2 separate regions of the Mus musculus genome follow, and region 1 is linked to region 2. Evidence: chromatin contacts called from public HiChIP or PLAC-seq data. All regions are on one chromosome and are shown on one strand. The core of a region is the stretch at or near the end of the contact, and the rest is flanking DNA. Distances in the headings are between cores, read along the strand shown. Region 1 has its middle 14 kb from the start of Foxj1. Region 2 holds the start of Smim5 (small integral membrane protein 5).

The links. HiChIP or PLAC-seq counts read pairs in DNA pulled down with a chosen protein or histone mark.
Region 1: a FOXA1 HiChIP or PLAC-seq map of pancreatic cancer cells shows a contact between it and region 2. The contact joins the enhancer-like site here to the promoter of Smim5 in region 2. A contact is called at or near these places in 3 of 39 promoter capture datasets (erythroid cells, hippocampal neurons and liver) and 2 of 115 datasets of contacts at active chromatin or transcription factors (embryonic stem cells and pancreatic cancer cells).

What each region holds. Positions count from the first base shown.
Region 1 is chr11:116,318,164-116,324,214 of GRCm38.p6, forward strand. No RefSeq gene overlaps it. Among named protein-coding and RNA genes, the nearest start is that of Foxj1, 14 kb to the right of the region's middle. Within about 2 kb of position 1,453, at least 147 of the 459 cell types and tissues checked have an H3K27ac peak or open chromatin away from gene starts, as enhancers often do. A contact at or near this core is called in hippocampal neurons and pancreatic cancer cells, where this site is marked.
Region 2 is chr11:115,898,561-115,905,334 of GRCm38.p6, forward strand. It overlaps Smim5 (small integral membrane protein 5), which reads left to right and starts at 1,579. Exons shown (of 3, transcript NM_183259.3): 1 at 1,579-1,782; 2 at 6,595-6,742. The coding sequence starts at 6,616. All of the region lies in intron 7 of Recql5 (RecQ protein-like 5), which reads right to left.

The DNA.
Region 1 (6,051 bases), core at 203-2,702, 420 kb after region 2:
CTTCCTCTGATGACTCTAGCTGGTGTCAAGCTGACTTTATCTGAATGCAGAGAATTAGAGTCTGTGGGGTGCACAACTCAACCTGGTAAAGCTGTAATGCAACCTACACACACACACACACACACACACACACAGAGAGAGAGAAAGAGAGAGAGAGAGACTGATTCACGGAACGGTTGTAAGAACCCGAGGACCAACAAGACAGTGTCTTGTAGACACAGCAGGGGAAATTACACCCAAGAAATCTCAACAATATGGCTACCTAGACAAGACCAACACAGTGACACCAGTTGGTTCATCAGTGGGAGAAAGTTCTTAAGGTCTCACCCCTGGGGGGAGCTAGAGGGGGAAGGGCATGGTGGGAATGATGTAAATACAGTACTCATGAATGAAATTCTCAGAGAATTTACAAATGTAAATATAGAAGTTAAAAAGAGCCAGGTGTGGTGGCAAACACCATTAGCCCCAGCACTCAGGAGGCAGAAGCTGGCTACCCGCTGTGCTGGCTTGGTCTACATAGGAAGTTCCAGGCCAGCTAAGACTTCGTGGTAAGACCCTGTTTCAGAACACAAAACAAAGTTAAGAAGAGTGTGGCCTGGCTAACTTCCAAAGCCCTAGGTTTAATCCCTAGAGTATCACAAAAAGGCTTTCAGGAGTTACCCAACCGTGCCTGGACACTGGAGGCCACTAGACATACACCCTGCCCCTGCCCTCCACGATGGATCACTTAATCACACATCAGCCACCCACCCAGTGCCCCATTTACACTATGTGCACATCCATACCACATCCACTCACACATACACAACGCTTATTTATTTACACATGTATCATTTCATATGCTCACACACGTATGCACACTAGCTCACACCGTTATCTTTTCAGACCACGGCATTTTCCACTATTCTCCTATCCTGGGCTGGCTCTGGGAAGGGGGTCACCACTCTCCTGCGGGGAGCTTAGAGCCCAGCGCGGTGGGGAAGCAGCGAGCAGGACGGCGTCCACCAGGGGGCGCGCGCCGCTAGGGAGAGAGGAAGTGCAGGCGTCGTCTGGAACCGGGGCAGTTCTTTTTGGACCAGGGGCCTGCGGTCTGGCCCCGGAAGTTTAGTGGGTGCCCAGCGCGCCCCGAATCCCGTGATCGCTAGTCTCCTAGTCCAGCTGGTGCTGCGGGGAGATCAGCTCTGGCCTGGACAGGGGCGCCCTCACAGCCCTGGGCGTGCTCCCTCAGCCCAGGTGCAGTCCAGTTGCAGTCCCCGGAGTGCTCCCATAGCCCAATTGCAGCTCCCAGCGCGATTCCATAGCCCAGTTGCACCTACAAGCATGTTCCCGCAGCCCAGCGCAGCCCCCGGGGCACTCCTGCAACGCAAACGCGGCAGCACGCACTGCTGAAGGGCATGGTCCCCAGGGCTCCTGTTCCCAGAATGTGACTCAGCGCTTTCACATGCTGGGCATCCTGATTTGCATTGTTTGGCAGCGTGGGGTTCAATCCACACATGAGGACAGAGGCTCCCTGACTCCAGGCATAGGGACGTTTGCCCTTGTTCCTGTGCAAGATCACAAACATCGCTGGGGTTTTCAATAACCTGTCTGTGTAGGTAGAGAGAAAACTAGGGAAAGCCTGGGAGGGAAGAGACAGGAAGAGATCCCCCTTCCCTGCTAAGACTGCAGAAAAGAAAGTCCTTTTGAGAATTTGGGATTCACAGCAAATCTATGTCCTGCCAGTCACAGGAGGGACAAGGACTGTGGGGACTGGTTAAAGGAAAAACCACCACAGGGGAATGGCCCACCAGAGAGGCACAGATGTGTCCTGGATTCTGAAGGGTGGGAAGGTGGGTCCCAGGAAGATATCTATTCTGTGAGAAGTAAGGCAGAGATGGCTCTGTCACCAGAGGAGTAAGAACAGGTATCGACTAAGAAAGCTAAGGCACTTTAGAGCAGCTGACTGAGGTAAGATAATGTGGTTTCACCTGATCCGCATGTCTTTAGTCCCTGCACTCAGGAGGCAGAGGCAGGTGGATCTCTGAGTTCGAGGCCAGCCTGGTCTACAGAGTGAGTTCCAGGACAGCCAGGGCTACACAGAGAAACCCTGTCTCAAGACAGATAAAGAAGAATGTGGCTTCGTTGTGACTGGGATACAAGTGAAGAGTCCACACCAGTGCCCCAGGTACTGGAGGTGGCTGGGCAGAGGCAGACCACATTCAGGCTGGGGTCTCCGGAGCTGCTGGATAGGGGTGGGGGTGCAGAGAAGGCCTTTTTCCTCCCCAGCACAACACTTGCAGATCCTTCCTCTGTGGTGGGAAATGGGAGGTCTTAGTCCCTTGATCCAGAACTACCCTGAAGCAAGGGTTCTAGGACCAAGGCTCGGTTTTACTGAGTGTGTTTAAGAGCGCCCTGCGCACCCACAGGAGAGTCTTCCAGCCTGAGGCTCGTCGAGTGACTGATGGAATGAATGAATGAACAGAAAGGCCAAAGAAAGATGTGTGCAGCCGCCATCAGTGTACACCCGACCTGGAAAGACATCACACACACTGATGTGTTAGAATGGCGGGTTGCATCTCAACAGCACGCTAGGCCAAGACAGTTCCACGTGGACGAGGTTTTATTGGGAGAAGAGAGAGAAGGTGGCGGCAGAAAGAGAAGAGGGGGAGAGAGTGTGAGGGAGGGGAGTTCTCCTTATTTATATCGAGAATGACGTAACTCAGGTAAAGGTGGAAAGTGAGCCAAGTGGATGTTGGGAATAGGGTGCCTGTTGCCTTGGCAACCAGTCTGCAGGTTTTGCTGTCACCTATGTGATGTCATAGGTTTGGGAGGTCCTGATGCCAACACATACCACCAGTTGTCTTTAATAAAGACTATCGTTTTTGGGTTTTTGTTTTTTGGGGTTTTTTTGTTTTTTGTTTTTTCGAGACAGGGTTTCTCTGTATAGCCCTGGCTGTCCTGGAACTCACTCTGTAGACCTGGCTGGCCTCGAACATTTTACGGTTCTTGGGACTATCTTTGCGTGTAGCCCAGGCTGACCTAACTCATAATCTTTCTCCACTTCCATATACTACCAGGCCCAACTAATAGGGGCTTTAAAATAAGGCCAGAAAGGAGAGCTAGGTTGAGGCCTGGGGAAGTGTAGGCCCAGGCAGGGACAAGCCTGACTTATATCTCCCCATGTCCCCACTGCCCTCTCGGCAAAAAGCTCCAGTTGCCGACAGGTCACTGAGTCTTGTGTTGCGGCCCCCACTCCACTGTGCCACATTCTCTGCACTACTCTTGGCAGATATCACAGGAACCAGTCCCTGCCCCACTCACCCTGAGCTTCCCATGGGGCAGGGGATTCTGCCCCTGTAGTAATAGGAAAGCAAGAAGATGGCGGTGTCCACACAGTGCCAGCATGCCTGGAAGCTGGCCTCACCTGTGCTGGCATCCGCAGGTCCTCTGCATCTCAGTGTCCATATCTGTAGGCAACCCCAGAAGGATGCCATGTCCCAAAGACTGAAGAGCGCCCTTGCCTCTTTCTATGATGCTATCTTGCTGTTACAGACCAGCGCTGTGGCCTCCCGTCTAGGGATCAGGGTTCAGGGCTCACCAAAACCAGACATTTTGAGCCGGAGGTTTGCCAGAGGCCTGGGCAGCTAATGTGGCGACCTCCCCAAGCTTAGGACTCAGTACTCAGACTCTCCCCTGAGAAGTGTTGCCAGGAGCCCCAAGGAGGAGGCTTTGTGTTTCTGTAGAGGAAGGCGAGGTCCTGGTTAGGCAGAAGGCAGGCAGTGCCCGACACTTGTCCTACGACTTAAGGAGTTGGGGCTACTAAAAGGATGAGGTAGGAAGGTGACAGTCAGCTCCCAACGGAACCACCAGATAAAGGCTGAGCACCTGGTTGGACTAGGGGCTCCTGGGACTAAAGAAGGAAAGGAAAAGGGAAAGGGGGAAGATGGGGGGAGCCCAGTGTGACCCTCACAGTAGTGCATAGACATGATGGCAGCACTGAGGAGGCTGAGGCTGGGTGACAGGTGACAGCGTCAAGCGACTGTCAGTGTGTGTGTGTTGGGGAGGTAGGAAGTCTTTGAGGTGTTCTTGCCTGAGCCGCATTTGACAGAGTCCTTAGCCCCATATGAAGTAGCCATCAGCGCCCTGGACACCCCTGCTGGGATTCACCCCCACACCTCCCTTAGCTCTGCCTTTCTCTTTGCATTTCTGCTGAATACCCATGCCTGCTCTTTTAAGGCTGCCTTGACGTGGCCCACTTGAACATGGCAGATAGCCCACACGTGTAGGTCTTTCCCCCAAACCTGCCAAATGAAATGAAATGCAAAGGAATGTGTGTGTTGCATGTGTGGTGTGTGTGTGAGTGTGTGTGTGTGTGTGTGTGTGTGTGTGAGACAGAGAGAGAGACAGAGAGAGAGAGAGCTACAAAAGCCTTGTTCAGGAATGTTCATAAAAGCTTGTTTACAATAGCCCTACACTGGAAGTTACTCAGATATCCATCAGAGGAGAATGGCTAAACAAACTGAATACTATTTGGCCATAAAAAGGGACAAACTGGAGCTGGCAAGATGGCCCCATGGGTGACGGTGCCTACAGCAAAAGCCTGGGGGCCTGGGTCAATCTTTGGAACCCATCTAAAGGTGGGGGGAGAGACAGACATGGAACTCTGGCTTCCTAACACACACATGTGCAGGCACACACATGAGACAGACACACACATGAGACAGACACACACACACACACACACATGAGACAGACACACAGACACACACATGAGACAGACAGACACTAACAGACTGATATACAAAGACAGACACACTCAGACAGACACACAAACAGGCCGACACACCCACACATGAAACAGATACACACACAAACATACAGACACACACACATGAGACAGACACATAGACAGACAGACACACACAGACAGACAAACACACAGGCACAAAGACACACACATACACACACACACACACACAGCTCCCTCAAATAAACAAACAAAAACCTGGTGGTCTCCCTATCTGAGCATTTGATTTTTGTGACCTTTACTTCAGTGCAGAATGAGGGGCAGGAGGAGGTGGACAGTGGGGAGAGGAGATAGCATCAGACAAGAGATTTCAACAAATCTGAACTGACAATGGATCAGGACTCCTGAAGCCTTCAGGAGGGGTGACAGAGAGAGGTCACATGGTTTTCTCCCCAGACTCTGCAAAAGGTCACCACACAGAGCTGGAGTGTGGGTACTTGGTCTGTACCCCATGTCTTCCCATGCTTTACCCACAGAGTCCATTCCACCAAGACCATTCATTCTCCACGGCAGCAGAACCAGGCTCTGGACCAAGGGACGCCAGGCACTCCCCCTACCCACAGTGCTCCTCACACCCACAGTGCTCCTTCCACCCACAGGGCTCCTCACACCCACAGTGCTCCTCCCACCCACAGTGCCTGGAGAGAACTAACTCTACAAACCTTCATGTATGTACTGTCATGTGGGTGACCCCCAACACACACACATATACACACACACAGAGTCACACACACACACAGTCACACCCATATATACACACACACACTCACACATTCACACACACAAATAAATACACATACTCATACACACAAACACACACTCACCCCCACACATATGCACACAATCACATTCAAACACACACCCATACTCGGAAATACACACACTCACATACGCAAATACACACAAACACACATAACAAACAACAAAATTAAAATTCAAAAGGCAGGAAAGAGTTAAAATGAGTCGAAGAGCTGGGAGCGCTGACCAGAAGCAGGGTACTTGCCTAACATGTGTGTGGCTCTGCATTAAATCCCCTGTACTCTAAAAACAAGTAAGTAACTCAGTGAGAAGAGGTCTCACTAACTGCAGATGGAGAACACACTGTATCGAGGACAGTGGCCAAGGAGACTGGGTGGCCTGACCAGTGGCCAGGTGTCAGCCAAGCAGATGAAGGACCTGAAGTGCTGTGGCACATTTGAGGGGTATGTGCCCTGCTTCTGGGTAGGAAGGGGGTCCTAGGCCATTCATCTCCTGGGAGGGATCAT
Region 2 (6,774 bases), core at 329-2,828:
GCCTCCCTCTCAGCCTCTAACTCCAGATGTTCCCCTGCGGATAACCACTTCCTGCCCAAGCTGGTGGCAGGAAGCCCACCTGGTGCAGGAGGCCAGTCTCTTTTCGGATCCCCAGGCTGAGGCCCTGGGAGAGGCCACTGTTCTATCAGGGTCCTTACAGTCATCTCTAGTGCCAGAAATGTGGTACAGGGTTGGGAACCAGAAGAGACAGCGCGAGGCAGGGCAGTTTGAGTGCCCAGGCTTAAGATTAGCCGGCACTAACAGCTTTGGAACAGAGGGTTTTCTTAGTCTGAATACTGCTTGCGGATCTGACCCCACACAGCAGGCTACTGTAAGGAAAGCAAATTGCAATGCCACCTTCTAAAGAAGTAGGGTCCCTCCAGCAAAGTGAAGAACAGCCCTAAAACTGCATAGAAGTGGCAGGAAGACAGCTGAGACAGCCACTGGGGGGCGCTCTTGCAGCCAGCTCCCACTAACACTGAATATACACGACAAATGTTCCCTCTGCCTGTACAGTGGTGGCCTGTCCTGTCTCTGAGAAGCTTTGGCATCTAGGCACTGTGACCATATGGTTGTCTACACCCTGCCCCAAGCCCTGGCTCACTGGGGTTTTGTGCTCAGATTCAAAGGGCTCCATTGACTGCAGAGCTGAGGTCAGTCCTCCCCCTGCAGCCTGGTCTGCTGGTGGCAAGACCGACAAACGTTAATGGGCCAACAGAGCTGTCATGCAGACAGCTGAGCAGAACGAGACCAGCAGTGACCTTTCTCTTAGAAGGACCCAAGGCCCCTCACTAAAACAAGCAGGCTACTTTTCTTTCTTTCTTTTTCTTATTTACTTATTTTTTGTTTTTTTCGAGACAGGGTTTCTCTGTGTAGCCGTGGCTGTACTGGAACTCACTCTGTAGACCAGGCTAGCCTCGAACTCAGAAATTTACCTGCCTCTGCCTCCCAAGTGCTGGAATTAAAGGTGTGCACTACCATGGCCGGCGCAGACTACTTTTAGAGTATCTAGGATCCTCATCTTCCCCCCAGATGCCCCTGGGTAGATGGCAGAGTACCACACCAGAGGGCTGCTTGAAAGCTTGCTGACGTGCTTGGGTGATCCTGTAGCCCGGTTTTCTTTCTGGCAGAGGGCAGAGAGAGCAGCCAGAGTGTGGCCCAAGAGACAGACCAGGGTGGTCAGGGACACAAGCCAAAAAGGCCATCCAGAGGGTGCTGGGGCACCCAAGAGCGAGTCACTCCACCCTCTTCCTCTGGCAACCTCAGACGGAGCCCCCCGGGGTTATTTCCACAGGGAACCACAGCCAACCACTTCTGTCATTAGCCCAACCCCAGCCCTCCGCCTACAGCCTACAGCCTACAGCCTGGCTCAAAGGCAGGAGGAGGGCAGAACAGGAGGAAGAATAAGAGAGGGAGCCGTCTGGGGATCCAGAGAGCAGAGTGGACCTCTAGGCAGGGAAAGGCATAGGGCGTGAAGGGCAAGTCAAGCTCAGGGGAGGACTCCCTGGGCTCCTCCTCACAACTGTAATTTGACACCTAGATCTCCAGGACAACCAACAACAAAAAAGCTGAAGCGATGAGGCGCTGAAGCTGGACAGCAGCTGGCTGTCAGCAACCGGGAGCTAGCACCAGGAGGTGCCCGAGTGAGAAGCAGCCGCCTAGGCAGGAAAGTGGCAGCGCTGGTGAAGAAGTCAAAGGTGGTGGCCAAAGGACTTCCAGGAGGTACATAGAGGCTCTGTACTGGGACACCTCTTCGAGGCTCCCCACTATCTGAGCTCCCAGGTAAGAGACACTGGCTAGAGGTGACAGGATCGGGAAAGGAGGGCAGCCAGGGTCTCGTATCTCTGGCGAGGAGTCACAGCTTAGCATGAGCTCGGAGAGGAACGTCTTGGGGGATATATTAGGCCACTCTCCTATGGGAATTTAGTCACCTCCTCTGTGTGTATACCTGAGTGCTCTTCCCCTGGGACCTGGTACTAGAGAAGGGGGATGTACTGCTACTCGGTGTGTGGCACAGGGGCTGGGGGCTGCTGGACACATCCATTTAAACCTTTTCTATTCAGTGAGTTTAGGATATGGCCCCCAATCTTGCTGAGCCTCCATTTCCGAAAGGATTAGGGCTGAGCCCTCCCTGGTTCTCAAGAAGGCTCAGGACAAGGTGTGCCCAGCCTGCTGAATGGCCTCTGGCCCCAGGAGCTGGTAGAGCCAGCAGCAGAACTGCCTACTTGGATGCTGGACAAGAGCAGCAGCTTTCCTGTCTTTTGGAGTTCTGACCTGCTCACCGCTGTGTGCTTCCGGCTCAGGATCATCCTAGGGAGGAGTCTCTGCACCCACTTAGATTACCAGGACCCCTGATCCTCCTTTGGCAATGATCTCTGAAAACTGAGCCAGGGATATGCACCCTAATTCAAACCCCAAGTTTGGAAAGGAGTTTGTGACTACATGAATGAGTTTGGAAAAGACCCCAGAGTCTCTTCCACACTAACTACTGTAATGGTTGCCCCCAGACAGCTCTTCTCTTCAGTCCTTGTGCAGGGCAAGCACAACCTTCTTGGGCAGGGCCTCACGAGAGGAGGCTGCTAAGCCCTTCTGCCTCCTGTCCTCACACTGGGGTTCAAGTCCCCGTGAGACGTCCCTTCCAAAGCAAACACACTGTTATCCAGTAAGAAAGAAAAACATCATTCAGTTTTGGAAACCAAGGGGAGGGCCGAGAGTCTCTTTGGCTCAGCAGAGGGGGTGCACTCTGGTTTGTGTGGGACTGGGAAGCTAACTCCTGTGGTAATACTAACAAGTGTGCAACAGAGGGACTGCACTGCAGCTGAGCCACATCTGGGACACACAGGCTCCAGCAGTCCCTGAGCTCAGAGGGAGGCCCAGCTTCTATGGCTGCAGGAGAGGAGCTCGCTTAGTTTCTATTGGCCACCAGAGCAGGAAGTTCTCTCCATTGTCTAGAAAACTTGGGGACCAGGGCAGCAGAACCACCAAGGCTTCAAGCACCCACTTTTGACTCCAAACCGGAGCCCCAGCACTGATGGAGTTGCTCAAACACTCAACAGGCACAGTGGGCATCTCTGCCCTGCTGGTTAGGCTCTGACCTCTCAGGTCTCTCACATCTGTTGGTTATGTCTCATTCGAGATGCTCCTCAACGGACAAAAGGGGCTGAGAGCCCCCATGACTCTTATCAGGCACAGACACGCTGCTTGCCCTCATCCGTGTGGGGAGCTGGAGTTGGATGATCAAGTAGACAAGGAGGAAGTAGAGAAACTGTGGGACCAAGCTTCTGCTGTCTGGCCTACAGGACACTTACTATATAGCAAGAACCTCCATGTCCCATGCCACACCCAGGAACACTAATCGGTCCCCCAGCTCGGCCAGTTTCCTTCTCTGTTGTGCTAGCTCTCTGATCACTGCCTGTGGAGCATCCACAGAAGGTTCCAAATCTGCTGCACAAGCGGCCTGGGCACCAGTGGGCCTCAGTGGCAGCCAAGCCTGTTCTCCCTCCTGGACCAGAGAAAGCTACCATTTGTTCTACCAAACATAGCATTAAGAGAGACTCTAGTTCCCCCAGGTTTGGGGCATAAAGTCTGGTTTAGAAGTAATTGGACAAACCTGGGACTGATCGTTTTGGAAACACAAAATTACCAGTAGCTTTGCTTGGCTTCACCCAAACCTAGGGTGTATCCAGTCAATGGGGCCCAGCTCCAGGGCTCCCTCTCCCCCTGACCACGGCTGGGGAGCAAGGTTATATTGGGCACCGAGTGTCTGTTGGCTCTGCTTTAAATAGCCCACTGGGAAGATGCCTGGAGACCTGCTGGAATGTGCCTCTTTCCTCTTTGGAGAACAAGACCCCTTTGCTCCCCCCTCTGAGATGTGCTTGTTATGTTGGGTCAGAGCTTAAAATAACAAAACACTAACTGCCAAGCAAAGAGGGTTCCTCTTCAGCCCTTTGAGGGCAGAGAGCCATACTCTGCAGCCCCGTTTCTGCTGGTAACACAGACAAGAGCTAACGCCCCAGGTCACATCCCAAGGCTGGCATAGGTGGCCACGTTCCACCGAGCTTCCAGTGGGGATGACTATAGAAGCCCTGGGCACAAAGTTATGAGGCTGCTCACAATAGGTGGTCCACGTTCTTACAGAGAAGAGCTCAGGTGCCCGGGGCACAGGTCTGCAGTTCTCCAACTCCACAAGCCATGCATAATGCAGAGAGGAGTGGGGAAAGGCACAAGGGAAAACACGAGAGAAGCTGGGAGTAACTGACCAACAAAGCCTGACTGCCCTGCATAGCAGGCCCAGCCCCAGCCTCCTGCCTTCTTCCTGCTCTGGGAATTGACACTGCTAGACCCTTCAGCTAGGCCTAGGGTCCCAACCCCACCAACCCTGACAGAGCTGGTGCTTCTTCCCCCCCTAACCGCCATTTCTCTTTAGGTCTTAGGGTGTGGCACACAAGTGAGAAAGCTCTCCTGACCACCAACTCCTGCCTGCTTCTGCTTTTAAGGAGTGTCTCCATTGGGCTTGTGAGGCAATGTGGGCACAGTGCCAGTCAGACTGAACAAGCCAGACCAAACATAGATGAAGAGGGAGGGTAAGAAACAACAGCCCTGGTTCTGAACCTTATGCACACTATTTCTGGGGGGGGGGGGGGGGGGGCAGGAGTGTTACAGAGGTCCCAGGGTAGGAGGGCGAATACATCACTGTCCTTCTGCAAGCATGTTCCAACTGGCTAGGGGCAGCATCTCCTTTGTTCTCACCAGAAGGAACGGTCTTAGGTTCATAACAGCAGGACACACAGATCTGTGCCTTTAGTGACAACACATGCAGTTCTCATAAAGCCTGGTGTGCCCCACTCTGGTGGTGATGAACTGATAAAAACCGATGCCCCAGGCCCACAAAAGGCAGGCGGTATTGACTGTGCTCAGCCCATGGGCTTCCAAATAGCTACAGCCTGGTTCTTGCACAAAGTCAGGAAGGCCTCTATCAAGAGCATATGGGCAGCAGGAGGGGCACTGGCTAGGCCCATCCTTGTCTTTCCTGGCACTTGTCAGGCCCCACCCAGAGAGAGTTCCAGGAGCCAGGCCCCTCCCTAGGGCTTCTCCTCTCCACTACAGCAGAGATAAAGAGCCTGTCCATGCACAGGAGGGGGAGGGGTTGAGACAGCAGGATCGTGGCAGTTCTACGAGGGCAGAAGTTAGAGGGTACCACATGACTGGAGTGTAGCTCCACGGCACAGTATTTGCCTGGTTTAAGAAAGGTCCCAGAGTCCATTCCCCAGTAGCACGAAAAGGAAAACTAAACACACAACAAACTCAGAGAAAGCACCATGTGCTTTACAGAAAGGAAGTCCAAATGTTTGGCAGCTGTGGTCCAGTTCCTGAAGAACTGTTAGGGAAGAAGGGCAGCAGCCGGGGCCTACTCGACTAAGGAGACGTGGAGGAGGTCCGAAAGGGCCTGGCCTTCTACACTGGGCAGCTACAGGCAACCAGGCCTCTCACTTTCAGAGGCTGCACAACACACAGGCAGAGAGCACACGTGTAGGATGACCCAATCACATGACCTTCAGAGTAGTTTTAGACCAGCTATGTGCCAGGCAGGAGTAATGGGAGTGACCAGTGTCACACATCACAGCAGAAGGAACCACCTGCTTGGTTGAGACCAGGGCCAAGGTAGCAATCATTGAAGACTGGTCACCTGCCTCCATCCCTCAGGAAGAACCAGTTTGGACACACTGGCACAAGGTTGTCCCTGTTCTCACTCACAGGACAGATGTAAGGGGAGGAGGCACACCTTCAAAGCAAACTCTGCTGAGAACTTTGCCTAGGCTCTCTCCAGGAGCCCTGGACCGTCACCACTCTACACACAGGTCTTTTCTGGTTACAACTGAACAGGTCCAGGCCAGGAGGGGAAGAGTTGGTTGAGCCAGTCCTAGAACTTCCCCTCCCATCTAGATAAATGAGGCCTCCAGGGGATACCGCGTGGTCCCTTCTTGCTTACACGACAGTAATATGAGTGAAGACACTGGCCTGGGAGGAGAAGGGGGGTTTCTTGGGGACTCAGCTTCATATCATTCAAGCACACAACCCCTCACTCTACAGCTGATTCCAGCTAGAGTCCTCATGAACCTGTTCTTGGAGTCTGATTCTCCTCCTACACAGAATCCTAAGACCTGTCTTGTTCCCCGGAGGGCATCTAGGGGAGGCACCTGAAAAACATCAGAGGCGGGCCAGGAAGCTGTGTCAGCTGAGGCACCCCAGCAAAACCTGGTGCTGCTGTCTCAAGACAAAGGAATGCAACAGTATAATCTGACCATCTGATGCTCAGAACCTTACCTGACAGCCCCTTAGAGGCTCTCTCCAGGTCACAATTATCACAAGGTTCCCTTGCCGGGGCGGCTCCAGGCAGGTGTGGGCTGAGGGCTGCCACTGAGCAGACTTCCATGACTCCCTGTCTCCCGCTGCGCTGCCTCGGATGCACCCGTGGTACAGGGCTGAAACAGACAAACCTGTTCTGCAGGCTATGGTGGGAGAGGTTGTTCACTGGAGCTACCTCCCAGCCAGCGAGCAGGGACTCTAGGCTTCTCACTGTCTCTGTTGTTGCAGACCGGCAGGAGCCCTACCACCATGGCAGCCACAGACTTTGTGGGGGAGATTCGCTCTGTGGGAGAGAGGCTGCTGCTGAAACTGCAACAACTCCCCCAGGCGGAGCCCGTGGAGCTCGTGGCTTTCTCCATCATTGTTCTTTTCACAGGCAAGTGGGGCATCTGTCCTGACCCTTAGCTC